2 separate regions of the Sus scrofa genome follow, and region 1 is linked to region 2. The links are chromatin contacts, called in public promoter capture Hi-C maps. All regions are on one chromosome and are shown on one strand. The core of a region is the stretch at or near the end of the contact, and the rest is flanking DNA. Distances in the headings are between cores, read along the strand shown. Region 1 holds the start of RAB21 (ras-related protein Rab-21). Region 2 holds the start of LGR5 (leucine rich repeat containing G protein-coupled receptor 5).

The links. Promoter capture Hi-C pulls out the DNA fragments that hold promoters and counts their contacts.
Region 1: a promoter capture Hi-C map of fetal liver shows a contact between it and region 2, with 3 times the contacts expected there. The contact joins the promoter of RAB21 here to the promoter of LGR5 in region 2. A contact is called at or near these places in 1 of 5 promoter capture datasets (fetal liver) and 1 of 47 Hi-C or Micro-C datasets (liver).

Annotation. Positions count from the first base shown.
Region 1 is chr5:35,754,099-35,760,309 of Sscrofa11.1, reverse strand. It overlaps RAB21 (ras-related protein Rab-21), which reads right to left and starts at 3,037. Exons shown (of 7, transcript XM_003481659.4): 1 at 2,594-3,037. The coding sequence starts at 2,743.
Region 2 is chr5:35,459,561-35,465,606 of Sscrofa11.1, reverse strand. It overlaps LGR5 (leucine rich repeat containing G protein-coupled receptor 5), which reads right to left and starts at 2,073. Exons shown (of 18, transcript NM_001315762.1): 1 at 1,862-2,073. The coding sequence starts at 2,073. TSPAN8 (tetraspanin-8) reads left to right here. Exons shown (of 17, transcript XM_021091998.1): 3 at 1-1,240.

The DNA of each region.
Region 1 (6,211 bases), core at 1,788-4,287, 290 kb before region 2:
ACCACCTCAGGACATAGTCTTCCACATTCTATATCAGTTCATCTCACCTTCAAGATGTTCGGACTAAGGTATACAACCATGTTATATATAATATAATAAATAAAACACTGAAACAGTGAACCATAAACTCTCTTTTGTTTGTTTTTGGACTGTGCCTGTGGCATATGAAAATTTCCAGGCCAGGGAATGAACCTGCACCACAGCAGCAATCCGGGATCCCGCAGCAACAAAGCTGGATCCTTAACCCACTCCACCACAAAGAAAATCCACCATAAACTATCTTAGGTTCCACTCAGTCTTTAAAATAGGAATGCCAATGTACTTTACAAAGTTTTTTAAAAAGATAGGTAGTAGTTTTATTAACAAGAAAAAAGGGAAACTTTTCCCCTCGTATCTTATGAAGGATTATCTCCCCTCCATTTAGAAATGAAAAGCATACAAGATTGTGTCCTACGGGTCTCAACAAAGTCGAATTTCTCTGAAAAGCTGTTAAGAAAGAAAAGATGAACTGATAGCTAAGACAAAGAGAAAGGCTGTAATGATGTTTTCATACATTGGTATGCAGCAAAATCCTCAAACCTAGAACATTATCCAGGTACTGTTTGTGACGAGAGTTATATAAATATTAAAATCAGGAGTTCTATGTTTTTGATACTAGAGATCCACCATAACTTCATTCTCTCTGTGTAGAATGCAGTGGTTTCTCTTAGATAATTAAAAATCTTTAGCCTGCTTTTAGCTTCAAGGATGTTTTTAGAATGTATAATGTCATGTAATTTTTAGATTGAAGGGCTAAATTACCTTTAAAAAAAAAATAAAGAGCTCAGTTACAATGGTTTTCTATTTTCTCTAAGATGTGTAGCTCAAAAAAAAACCCCACTAAGGGGTTGTTCACCAATATCCAGAGAGTGTGACTTACTGCTCAAAGTAAGTCAGAACTGGATTCAAATTTCAGCTTGGGAACCATGACTTGTGGCAATATGATGGCCAGCAAATTACTCAATTTTGCCACACTTGTTTCATCACCTGTAGAATGAGGCTAATAAAACTATCCACCTCATAAAGCTGTTATAAGAATTAAAAGACAGAAGTAAAATACCTAGCACAGTAAGAACTAAATGTTAGATATTATTATACTTTACCTAAATAAACTTCTAAACTTCCAACTGACCATAGGTATTTATCCTATGAATTTCCCTGATCTCACTAATAACTCAACTACAACTAAAATTGCATTAAGTGACCCTATACAAAGACATGAGAAAAAAAAAATGCAGTTTCCTGACATTCACTATTTCAGATATTATGCTTTACAGAGGAGTAAAAATAGAACATGGAATCAGAACCAGAGCATCTTTGTAAATTCTAGACTTGGTAGTTTAAAAATAGCATCAAACATCAAATGTCACAATAATTAGGAGATTGTGCATTCTATTAAATAATGTCCATGTACTTATGAACGACACAATCACTAATTAGGATGTATTGTGCAATTGGGGGTAGTAATAATAAAGATAGAGAGCTTACACTGGACCAGGTCCTAAGTGTTTTTATGTGTATTTGCTCTGACAACCCCAAGAGCTAGATATTACTATCAGGGCCATTTTAACAGATGAAGAAACTTAGGCACAGAGAGGTTAATTAACTTGCCCAAGATCAAACAGCTAGTTAAAGGGATGGAACTGCGATATGAACCTAAACATCAGGCTCAAAAGTCCATTAGATTTTACTGCCTCTGACTAAATTGATCAGGGCAGATTCGTTGGAAACTTTTCTTCTAACACGTGCAAACTGATTTCTTTGGAAGAGGGAGACTCCAACCACCTCAAAAGCCTGAATTCACTCCCAATTAATGACTACATTTTAACACTTTTCTGACTAACCATGATGTATCTGCTGATGAAAGGCGGCCCTAAATTACAACCAAAGAAATAGTATTTGTAGCTAAACTGTTAGTTTGAGGACCATGACGTTTCCATGTGAATATGGATCGACCCACATCGCTGAATACAAGTGACCCACAAGTCAGACCTACGCAGGCAGCAATGGAACTGCGTAACCCACACCGGCAAGCGGTCATTTCAAAAACCCTCTGGAGATGAATGTTTTGCCAATCACCATATTACTCGAAGACAGGACAAAATGGAACATGCATAAACACTTAGTCATCAGTAAGAGCTGAAGTTATAAATCACCTAATTCGAAAAATCAAATCCTCAGCTAAATTCCTAATTCCGAAAGAAAGAAAAAGGACCGACACTGGTGGACCGCAGGGTGAAGACACCTAGGGCCTAAGCGGAAGCGAATCAAAGGGGAAAAACTAGTCCACCGATGGGGATTCCACGACATGCGCGGCCACACTGGGGACTTTTCAGGGCCCTTCCACTCCCCTCCCAACAGCCCGTCCTTGTGTCTCCAGGCTGCCCGGACAAACGCCGTCCCCAGGGCGAATTCGGAAAGTGAATCCGAAGGCGGAGGTGACAGGCCTGAGATATGAGAGCCCCGCGACACAGAGAACCGTGGCAACAAAGTCCTCTGAGCCCCGGAGGGGTAGGGGCCCCAAGGCGCCACTCCCGCTCCCCGGGGCCCGCACCTGCAGAGTGGTGATGTGCTTGTCGTTGAACTTGTTCTCGCAGTAGCGCAGCACCAACGACGTCTTTCCCACGCAGCCTTCCCCCAGCAGCACCACCTTGAACGAGTAGGCTCGGGCTGCCGCCGCCCCGCCGCCGCCGGCCGCAGCCATCCCGTCGCGTCCCTAACGCCCGAGCCCTAGAGCCGTGCCGAGCGCCCCACGGCCACCGCAGCTCCTTCACAGCCTCGGCCGACACAGGCCCCTCCGCATCGGCGCCGCCAATCCCGGGCGCCGTCTCCACTCCCTCCTCTGGGCAAGGCCTGGAAGGACCGAGGTAAAGTCCGAGAATGACGGGCCCCAGCCACCACGTCAGGTATCCGAGGAAAGGCAGAGCTGTCCCTCTCCGCCTCCCTCTAATGGCGTCTCCTTCCTCCTACGTCACACTTCGGGTCACATGATCGCCGCGGCCGCGTGCGGCCCCTGGGACGCGGCGTAGATTAACGTGTCTGGATGTGGGCGGGGCTTCTGGGGCCTCTTCCCCACTCCCGCCCCCACCCGCAGTGAGTTGGACGAGAGTGGAGTTAACTCCTGCCGGTCTCGCCTGCAGACCTAGGGTGTCTGCGGGGCACACCACTCTGCAGTTGCTGGGAGCAGGAATAAGGAATGAATAATTTCAAGCAACCCCAGCTCAGGTGGAATGTTGAAGTGCAGAATGTTGTTCATGCCTAGAGAATATTCGCAATGCTAATGACCTCTCCCATCCAGTGTCCCCATAAGCCGAATCTGCCAAGGTGCCGTCAGTATCTTGATAGTATTTCTCTGTGGGGTCCCAAATCCTAGCTATTGAACTTCAAGTTCCCCCAGACCACCTGGACTCTTCCTCATCTTTCAGGTGTCAGCTTAAACTCAAAGGCTTCCCTGACTACCCATCCTTCTCCTTCTATCCTTCCATCCCTTTCTTACCCACCTGAGTTAGGTAATTCATAACATTGGCAGAACCTCTCTAGCAGCGCTTACTTGGAAATTACTTTGCTGAATATTTTTACTAGGCTGTAAATTTGTTAAAGACAAAAACTACGTGAGAACTTGCTCCACCTTTGAGCTTCTGAATCCCAATGCCAGGCACATAATAGTCATTATATAAATATTTGGGAATGAATGATACATTTTAAACCATTATGCCTTGGTTTCCCAGTTTTTCTGTCTTCCATGAAGATCTTTTTTTTCCCTATGAAGGTTTTTTTTGGGGGGGGGAGGGAGAAGGGCTGTGTCTGCATCATGCAGAAGTTCCCCTAACAGAGATCAAACCCCAGCCACCCCAGTGACCCAAACCACAGCAGTGGAAACTTGGGATCCTTAACAACTAGGCCACTAGGAAACTCTGCCCCATGAAGTTTTTGACATACTGTATTGATACCACCTTGATAGGCCTGGCTTCTTTGATGATTGCTTATATTTCCTCATCTGCATCCTCTTTCTTTCATGAAACATACTCTTCCAAGAAACCATACTAGTGCTAAAAGTTTGCAACTAGAAATTTGATGTCATTTAGGCAAATATTTTTTATGAGACTCCTTTTCCACTTCAAACCAGATAGTCCATTCATTCATTCAACAAATATTTGAAGGTGCCCACATATGCCAGGCACTGTATGAACAAGATACAATGCCTATGTCATAGAGCTTACATTTTAGCAGGGAAGACAGACACATTCATTATATAAGGAATGCTTTCATCCTGATAAAGCAGTTCAGCTATGTTGCAAATGTATATGGGGATCCAAATGGTTCAGCATATAGGGGAGGCTTCTGGGAAAATGTTACTTTTGAGTAGGAGTAACCTAGGCAAAAAGGAAGGAGAGCTTTGCAAGCAGAGAGTAGGGTGTACTATTTTTTTTTTTTTTTTTGTCTTTTTGCTATTTCTTGGGCCGCTCCCACGGCATATGGAGGTTCCCAGGCTAGGGGTCGAATCGGAGTTGTAGCCACCGGCCTACGCCAGAGCCACAGCAACGTGGGATCCGAGCCGCGTCTGCAACCTACACCACAGCTCACGGCAACGCCGGATCGTTAACCCACTGAGCAAGGGCAGGGACCGAACCCGCAACCTCATGGTTCCTAGTCGGATTCGTTAACCACTGCGCCACGACGGGAACTCCAAGGGTGTACTATTGCTTTCAGATAGGAATGAGTACATGAGGATGAGAAGTGTGGTAAGAATGCAGAGAGCTTCAGATGAAACCGGCATTGGTATGGAAGCCAGGAATCAATACTGAAAGGTCCTTTCAGCAAATGAAGGGTTTTAATAAGGAGATGATATAATCAGATTTGACTTTTAAAAAATCACTCTGGCTGTAATTTGAAAAATGGATGGGAGGGAGTTCCCATTGTGGCTAAGCGGGTTACAAACCTGACTAGTATCCATGAGAATGTGGGTTTGATCCCTGCCCTTACTCAGTGGGTTAAGGATCCAGTATTGCCACTGTGAGCTGTGGTGTAGGTCACAGATGCAGCTGAGATCCTGTGGTACTGTGGCTGGGGCGTAGGCCGGCAGCTGCAGCTCCGATTTGACCCCTAGCCTGGGAACTCCCATATGCCTTGGGTGTGGCCCTAAAAAGGAAAAACAAAACAAAACAAAACAAAACAAAATGAAGAATGGATTGGAGAAGGATGATATTACTTCAATTTACTTAGAATCAGCCATTAAAGAGAACTTATTTTTTTATAAAATATCTTCATGATTGCATCTGAGGATGTATTCTCTATTTCTCTCTGTATTCCTCTCTCAGAGTCTTTGCATGTTCGTGGATTCTTCCAGAATCAGGAAGAGACTTCATTTTTTAAAAATTTTGTTAATTTTAATGATTTTTATTTTTTCCGCTATAGTTGGTTTACAGTGTTCTGTCAATTTTCTACTGTACAGCAAAATGACCCAGTCACACATATATATATGCATTCTTTTTCTCACATTATCTTCCATCATGTTCCATCACAAGTGACTAGATAGAGTTCCCTGTGCTATACAGCAGGATCTCATTGTTTATCCACTCAAATGCAATAGTTTGCTTCTATTAACCCCAGACTCCCAGTCCATACCACTCCCTCCCTCTCCCCCTTGGCAACCACAAGTCTGTTCTCCAGAGACTTCATTTCTTTTTTTGGCCATGCCCCATGGCATATGAAAGTTCCCAGGCCAGGAATCAAACCTGCGCCACAGCAGAGACCCAAGCCACTTCAATGACCACGCCAGACCTTTAATCTGCTTGTGTCACCAGAGAACTCCAGAAAGAGACTTAATTTTGAAGTCTCTTCTGAATTCTTCTTCATATTGGATTGAAAGTTGCCTCTCTGCCTACAATTAATTGTTCCTCATTCAACCTACGCAGCATTTATCTAACCTCTATTCTTTGTGAAACATCTTTATACATATGAAGAAAACTACAGGACCTTCCTTTAAGCCTTCTCTTCTCTTCCCGTTTTAGTATAGCCAGTCCTTTCAACCACCATTCAAATGATATGGATCCCAGATCATTTAACAGCTTGATCATCTTACAACCTACATGCAGTACTTTGAATTTATCATTGAAAAACAATTTTTCTTTGTCTTTTTAGGGCTGCACCTTTGGCATATTTCAGCTAGGGG
Region 2 (6,046 bases), core at 824-3,323:
TAACAGAAGCCTAACAAATGTTCGTTCTTTTGAGTGAGAGACAAAAGAGTCCTGACATTTATTTTCTGTATCCTTAAACAAGTTTTATAACAAGCGTATGATTTCAATAGTTAGGGAAGCGTCTGGGGGCTCTGCACCACTTCCCTTGTCTATGGCCAATTTCTTCAGGGTGAGGAGGAAGAATGTTCTAGGTTCTGAAGTGCAGCTGCCCAACTGCTCTCAGAAATTCACGATGCGGGAGAACATATGATTCTTGAAACACTGCCTTTAGCAGTTAAACACAGAGACCAGGGGTGAGTATCTGACTTTGTAATACAGGCAGCTGTTTAGAAGGAGGAAATGTGAATTCTTACAGAATGATCACTTAGGGGAGCAGATTTCCATCACTGTAAAAATAGCACAGACACCATGTAATAAGTGCCATTAAAGGGGAACTCAGTGGGGGAATAGATCAGGAAAGCAGCCCAAATAGTCTTCTGGTAGGTGAGGTGGGGACTGCCATCTATAATACTAAAATCTAGTAGGATCATCCCTCTCTTTCAAAGCAAAATCAAAGCAAGTATAAAAGAATTTTTTTCCCTTCCTCACTGTCTGGAGAAAAAGAATCACTATCTGGTGTAAAGCGTTGTGCAAGCCTCTTCATGTTTCTTCTCTCCACAGAACAACTAAACAGAGGAACGGCTGAGTTCACAAACATCCCAACTAGCGCCTGCCAAGGTACATCAGAGAAGCCGAAACTGGGATTGCGAGCGTTTGGGGTGGGCTCGCCACAGGGCCTCTAGTTAAAATCTAAACGCATGACCTTGTGGTCGCAAGCGCCCCTTTTCCCGAGTGGCCCCGACCCCTGGTCTCTCTGCCCAAAGGAAGCGAGCCCCAGATCCTTCATAGGGAGAAAGAGTCGTTATCTCGGTTCCCAAGAGTCAGGTTCTTCCTGGGTCACCTCATCCACCCAACCACCTGTTACCCTCCGGGCCTGGATTTTCCAGAGACAGAATTACGAAAGGAGCCGCTGCCTCGTCTCCACGGTTGGGGCTTTGGAGGCTGTGGTGGGGGGAAAAGGGGTGGGACGATCCCCGAGGGATGACAGAGAGCTTCAAGTCTCCACTTGGGTGTTGGCGCCGCTGTTTACCCGCCCCGCCGCCTTCAGCCCACTTCCCTTTCCTCTCTGGGAGGAGGAGGAGATGGTTAAAGATTACACCGCGGCCGCGGGCACTTCAAAGGGCGGCTCGGGCAGCCAAAGGTAAAGATAACGTTCTGGCAGCTCTAATCGGGGTTTGCGGTTGCCACATTTTAATCACTTCATTAGAGAAAGAGAGACAGAGAAGCAGAAAGACAGAGACAGAGAGGAGTAAAAAAAGGTTGCATCACACGTTGGAGCAAGGGATGCAGAGTAAGTTCCTCTGGAGCTAGACAAGTTGGAGTTCTTCGGGGAAACTTTTTACAGTCCATCTCTTCCTGAAACACGACAGGACAAGAAGGGGAGGTTGGAGCAGGGGCCAACTGGGCAGGCTGTCCTTGGGTTCCAGGCTCAGGGGCACAAATGCCCATTTTGCAGGCAAAAGTCTACAATCGGAGAAATTCGCGCTGCGCCCTGCCTGAAGCTGGACCGCAAAGCTGCAGCGCACCGGCGCTTTCCCGGGGTTGCACTTGAAGCCGTTTTTCTGCGGGCCCATAAAGTGCAGGCGTGCTACCCCGAGACACGTGCATTTTCCAGGGCCCCAAACAGTCCCGGCCAAGACATCCTTTGCAAACTCGCCCGCCCCCTCCAGAGCAGGCAGGAGCCGAGGAGCCCCCAGCCTGGTCTAGGGCCAGCCTCCCTCCCTCTGTCCCCTTTTGGGAGCGGAGTGGGGGACGCACTTACAGGTAGGAGGTGAAAACGCTGAGGTTGGAGGGCAGCTCCGAAAGCCCCAGGTCAGAGCAGTCCACCCTGAGCAGCATCCTGCCGTCCGGCTCGCACTGACAGTGCGCGGGGCACCCCCGCAGCAGCGCGCTGGGCCTTGGCGAGCCGACTCCGGCCGCCAGCTGGAACAGGACGGGCAAGGACAGGAGCACGCCAACCGAGGAGGTGTCCATGGTGCCCGGGCGGGGGGCCGCGTGCGGGGCGCGGTGGGAGGTCAGTGTCGGGCTTGCGGCGGACCGTGGCGCGCCAGCCGCAGCTCGGCGGGCTTCTGCGACGCCGCGGGCGCCTGCAGCGCGGTGCGCCAAGGAGAAGCGTCGCGGGGCCCGGCCGTGCCCCTGCCGCCACGCGGGCCTCGGGAGCGGCCCTGGCTGCAGCCGCCGCAGGGGCCGTGAGCGCTGCTGCTGCAGGCGGCCTGCTCGGTGTGGAGCAGCATCTCCGCTCGCACGCTCGTTTTTTAAAGCGCTCCAGCCCGAATCGCGCGCCCAGTGACGTCAGCGCAGCCCGGCTTCCCAGGCACCCCCCGCCCGGCCCCACTTTCCCTCCTCCGACCCCCTCCCTCCTTTCTCCACTCCGCGGCTGGCGGCGCGAGGTGCAGGCGAGTTCTTACGGCTCCGGCTCTGCCTCCGCGGCCCGGACGCCGGCGCTCAGCGTCGCACGAGGGGCAGGGGACTCTTCCCCCCCATCTCCTCCCCACCACCCCGCGTCCTGGCGACCCAGACTCGAGAGCCGAAAGGGACCTGCTTCAGACGGACACAAGCAGACGCACAGGGCGGAAGGATGCGGCACGCTTCCTCCAAGCCCACTTTAAATAATGGAACGAATATATGGAGTGCTTAAAAAAAAAAAAAAAAAAGACTAAAATCTAATCCAGAGAAACAGTTACATTTACAGAGTAAGGAGGCCGGTGTTCCCAGGCGAAGGATGAAAAGACTTTTTGGCCCTGTCTGGTTCTCTTTTGCCCTAAAATTGAAACGCTGGGCTAATAGCTGAATAAATACAGCTCATGAACAAGCACTCCAATGCTGTCTAACCCAGGGAGTAAGAAGTCGCAGTGACTGTTTTTCGGTTTTGGGGTTTTTTTTTTGAAGAGATTTAGCATCTTCTGGAAGTCACCTCTAGTAGAACAATGCGGGACGGACAGGACAGCGAGATGGGAGATGGGCGTTTGCTTTTGTTCCGCGGCCTTTTCATCCTAAGTGTTCCAGGATTTTCTAAGTTAAGAGCAGCCCTAGCCAGGTGAGAGGCACTGGGCTCTGAGAACCATTACCACTGCAAAATGCTCGTACTCACTCTTCAGAAGTGTCCTGCTGGGAGCCTGCAGGAGAAAGGAGGAGAAAGACTCAGGGCTTTCTTGGACAGAGGGCCTCAGTGAGGAGCAAATCTTGTCTGCGGGCCTGAGTGAGTGGCTGAAAGAGTCACAGCTCCAGCCTGCCACTTCAACTCACAGAAATGCACAGTTTTCACTCCCGTACAATGCCTCCTTGCTTCATGACTGTGGAGAACCCTTCTGGCTTTTAAGGCCTCTCTTAAGCTTCTTTCACTTAGCCCATTCTGCTGAGTTTCCCATATAAACTTCTGAATTTTACCCAAGGGAAGATTTTTTTTTTCCTTTGTGTATGTTTACTCTCCTTCACTTAAGAAGTGATCCCCAAACCTGGCTGACCACCTGTGGAACTTTTAAAAATATATAGATTCCTGGACCTAAGTCAGTATTTGAAACATGCCCTTTTCCGAGGGGCACCCCATCATTAGCAAGTTTGTGAATCTCTACATTCGATGGAAGGAGAAAGTGACTAAGGTTTATATACTCCATCCTCTTCATTTTGCAAATGAGGATACTGTGGCCCAGAGAGTTTGGAAAATTTGACAGAGACTGCTGAAAACTGTGAGTTAACCCTGATTCGTGGATATCAGTGCAGTGGCTAATTCTGTTCCCATCCTTCCCTTGTCCCTTTACACATCACATCCACTATCATCTCTTTGCTTTCTCACATTAGTCTTGCTTTTCCCAGCCATTCCTTCTGTATTTATAGAATGCCTACTAATTACCTATTTTCCTTCCCTTTTAAAAAACCTGTCCCCAGATAACTTATCTTGTAAGTGCAATTCAAGACTTACTCTTTCTGTAAAACCTCCCATAACCAAATCGACACCAATCATCAACAAATCTTTGTAGAACAGCTCCAGTTATGATGAGCAGTGACTTAGGGAGGCAAATGACCTCTCCTCATGGTGCTTGCAGTCTAAGAGGACCACACTCTTAGACACAAAAATCCCAGGAATCTCACCGAAAGCGTATGTTCTAAATATTGCACAATTGAAAAGCTTTCTTGAATGCTTATTTGTTTAGTTTGGCCAACTTTATTGTGATGGATTTGGAGGCAAGGACTAGGCCACCTTACCTGTAGGATTTATACTATGGACTCATGGTAGTGGAAACTTAACAAGTATTTCTTGACTGTTGTGTTTAGTTGTGCTTCATCAACACAGGCATCCAAATGTTGTTGTGTCCACCATCACCCTATGGACTTTGGGAAACAGTGTCTTTGACTTCAGAGTTGCAAAAAAGAGCATACCACTTTGGTTGTGGAATGATTCAGGCAGAACTGGATTTGAATCTAGGTTCCGATAGCTTTAGGTGTTTGATCAGAGGCACAGAATGAACCTATCTAAGTCTCTAATAAAGGAGGTTTATTAGTCACCTAGAAATATGAAAATGTCTGGAACCTGGCTTAGAGCAGAGTAGATTTTCAACCTGTGTTAGTGCCTTTCCTCATCTGTTTAGGAATTGAACCTTATTAACAAATTCATGTAAAGAAGAGGGATTTCTGATTCAGTGACAAGAGGGAAAGTCAGCTATCTGCTGGATGAAGCCTGGTGTGATGAACATCTGTTACTTTTATTTATTTGTTTATTTTTTTGCATGTCCAGCATTCCTCCTCTTTCCTTTTGGTAAGAGCACTCCACACTTTCCCTTTGGGAAAATACCTCCCAAACCTCAGGTGTCTCTGGTAGGGCTCTGGATCACATGGTGACCCTGGGGTAGGAGTATGACCCAAGCTGAGCAATCTGAATCCACATAGGGGATTGTCATGGACTCTGGGTTCAGAGGTTCTTCTGCTTGGGCTTCATGAGTTCTGAGGAAAAGGAAGCCTGGAGCTCAGGGGGGTTGTCATTCTGCCTGTGGAGAAAGCTCACTAGGGACTGAACATCAGCACCAGCAAGGAGAGAAACAAAATTCTACGGTTCTCTTTTAAACATGTGGATCTATAGCTTTTCTATTCCATCACCTCCCATTTGGGTGAACCAATCAATTTTGTTTTATCTTGTTGTTGCTTGAGGTCATGAATAAGGATTTAGCTCTGATCACTTGCAATCAGGGACACTCTGTAAAAACCTAGAATCCCAGGAAGCATGAATATTTGAATGTGCTGATGAAAACTCAAGGTCTTGTAGACCTTAAAACATAGAAAACATATGGGGTGAAAATAGGAATGGTTCTGCTAATATGATTTTATTGCCTGAATGAATGTATGATAATCACTTTATTTTAGCTAATAAAGATGAAAATACAGCAAATCAGATTCCTTGTGCACTACCAGAAGAAGTTCTAGTAAGGCCACTGAGTAGTAGTAGTAGGCTTTCTGTTTCATGGTAAATACGATTTAATTTATAAGATCAAGTTATCAAATTGCTTGATAAGGATCATAAGTATTGACTTAATCGTTTACACATTCACATGTTCTCAGTTGGTCCTCATAACAGCCTTGGGAGGTAGATACTATTCTTACCCCAGATTTAAGGATAGGAAATGTAAGTGGTTTTCCTCATGGTGACCAGAAAATCACCAATGGAACCAGAACCCTAACCTGAGTTTTTTGACTTTAAGTTCTATACCCTTTCCAAATCCCTTAGGAATTCTAGCTACAATGAGACAAACTGGATAAGATCTTTTGTTTACTATCATTTTATTGAGAAAGAAATTAACATATCTTAGTAAAGAAAAAAGTGGAATCAGAATGGTGTGGGTTTTTTTTTTATCTTTCGATTACCTTTATTATTATTGTTTTTTAATAGTTATTTCCCCAATACATTTTTTTTCTACTGTACAGCATGGTGAGCCAGTTATACATACATGTACATATT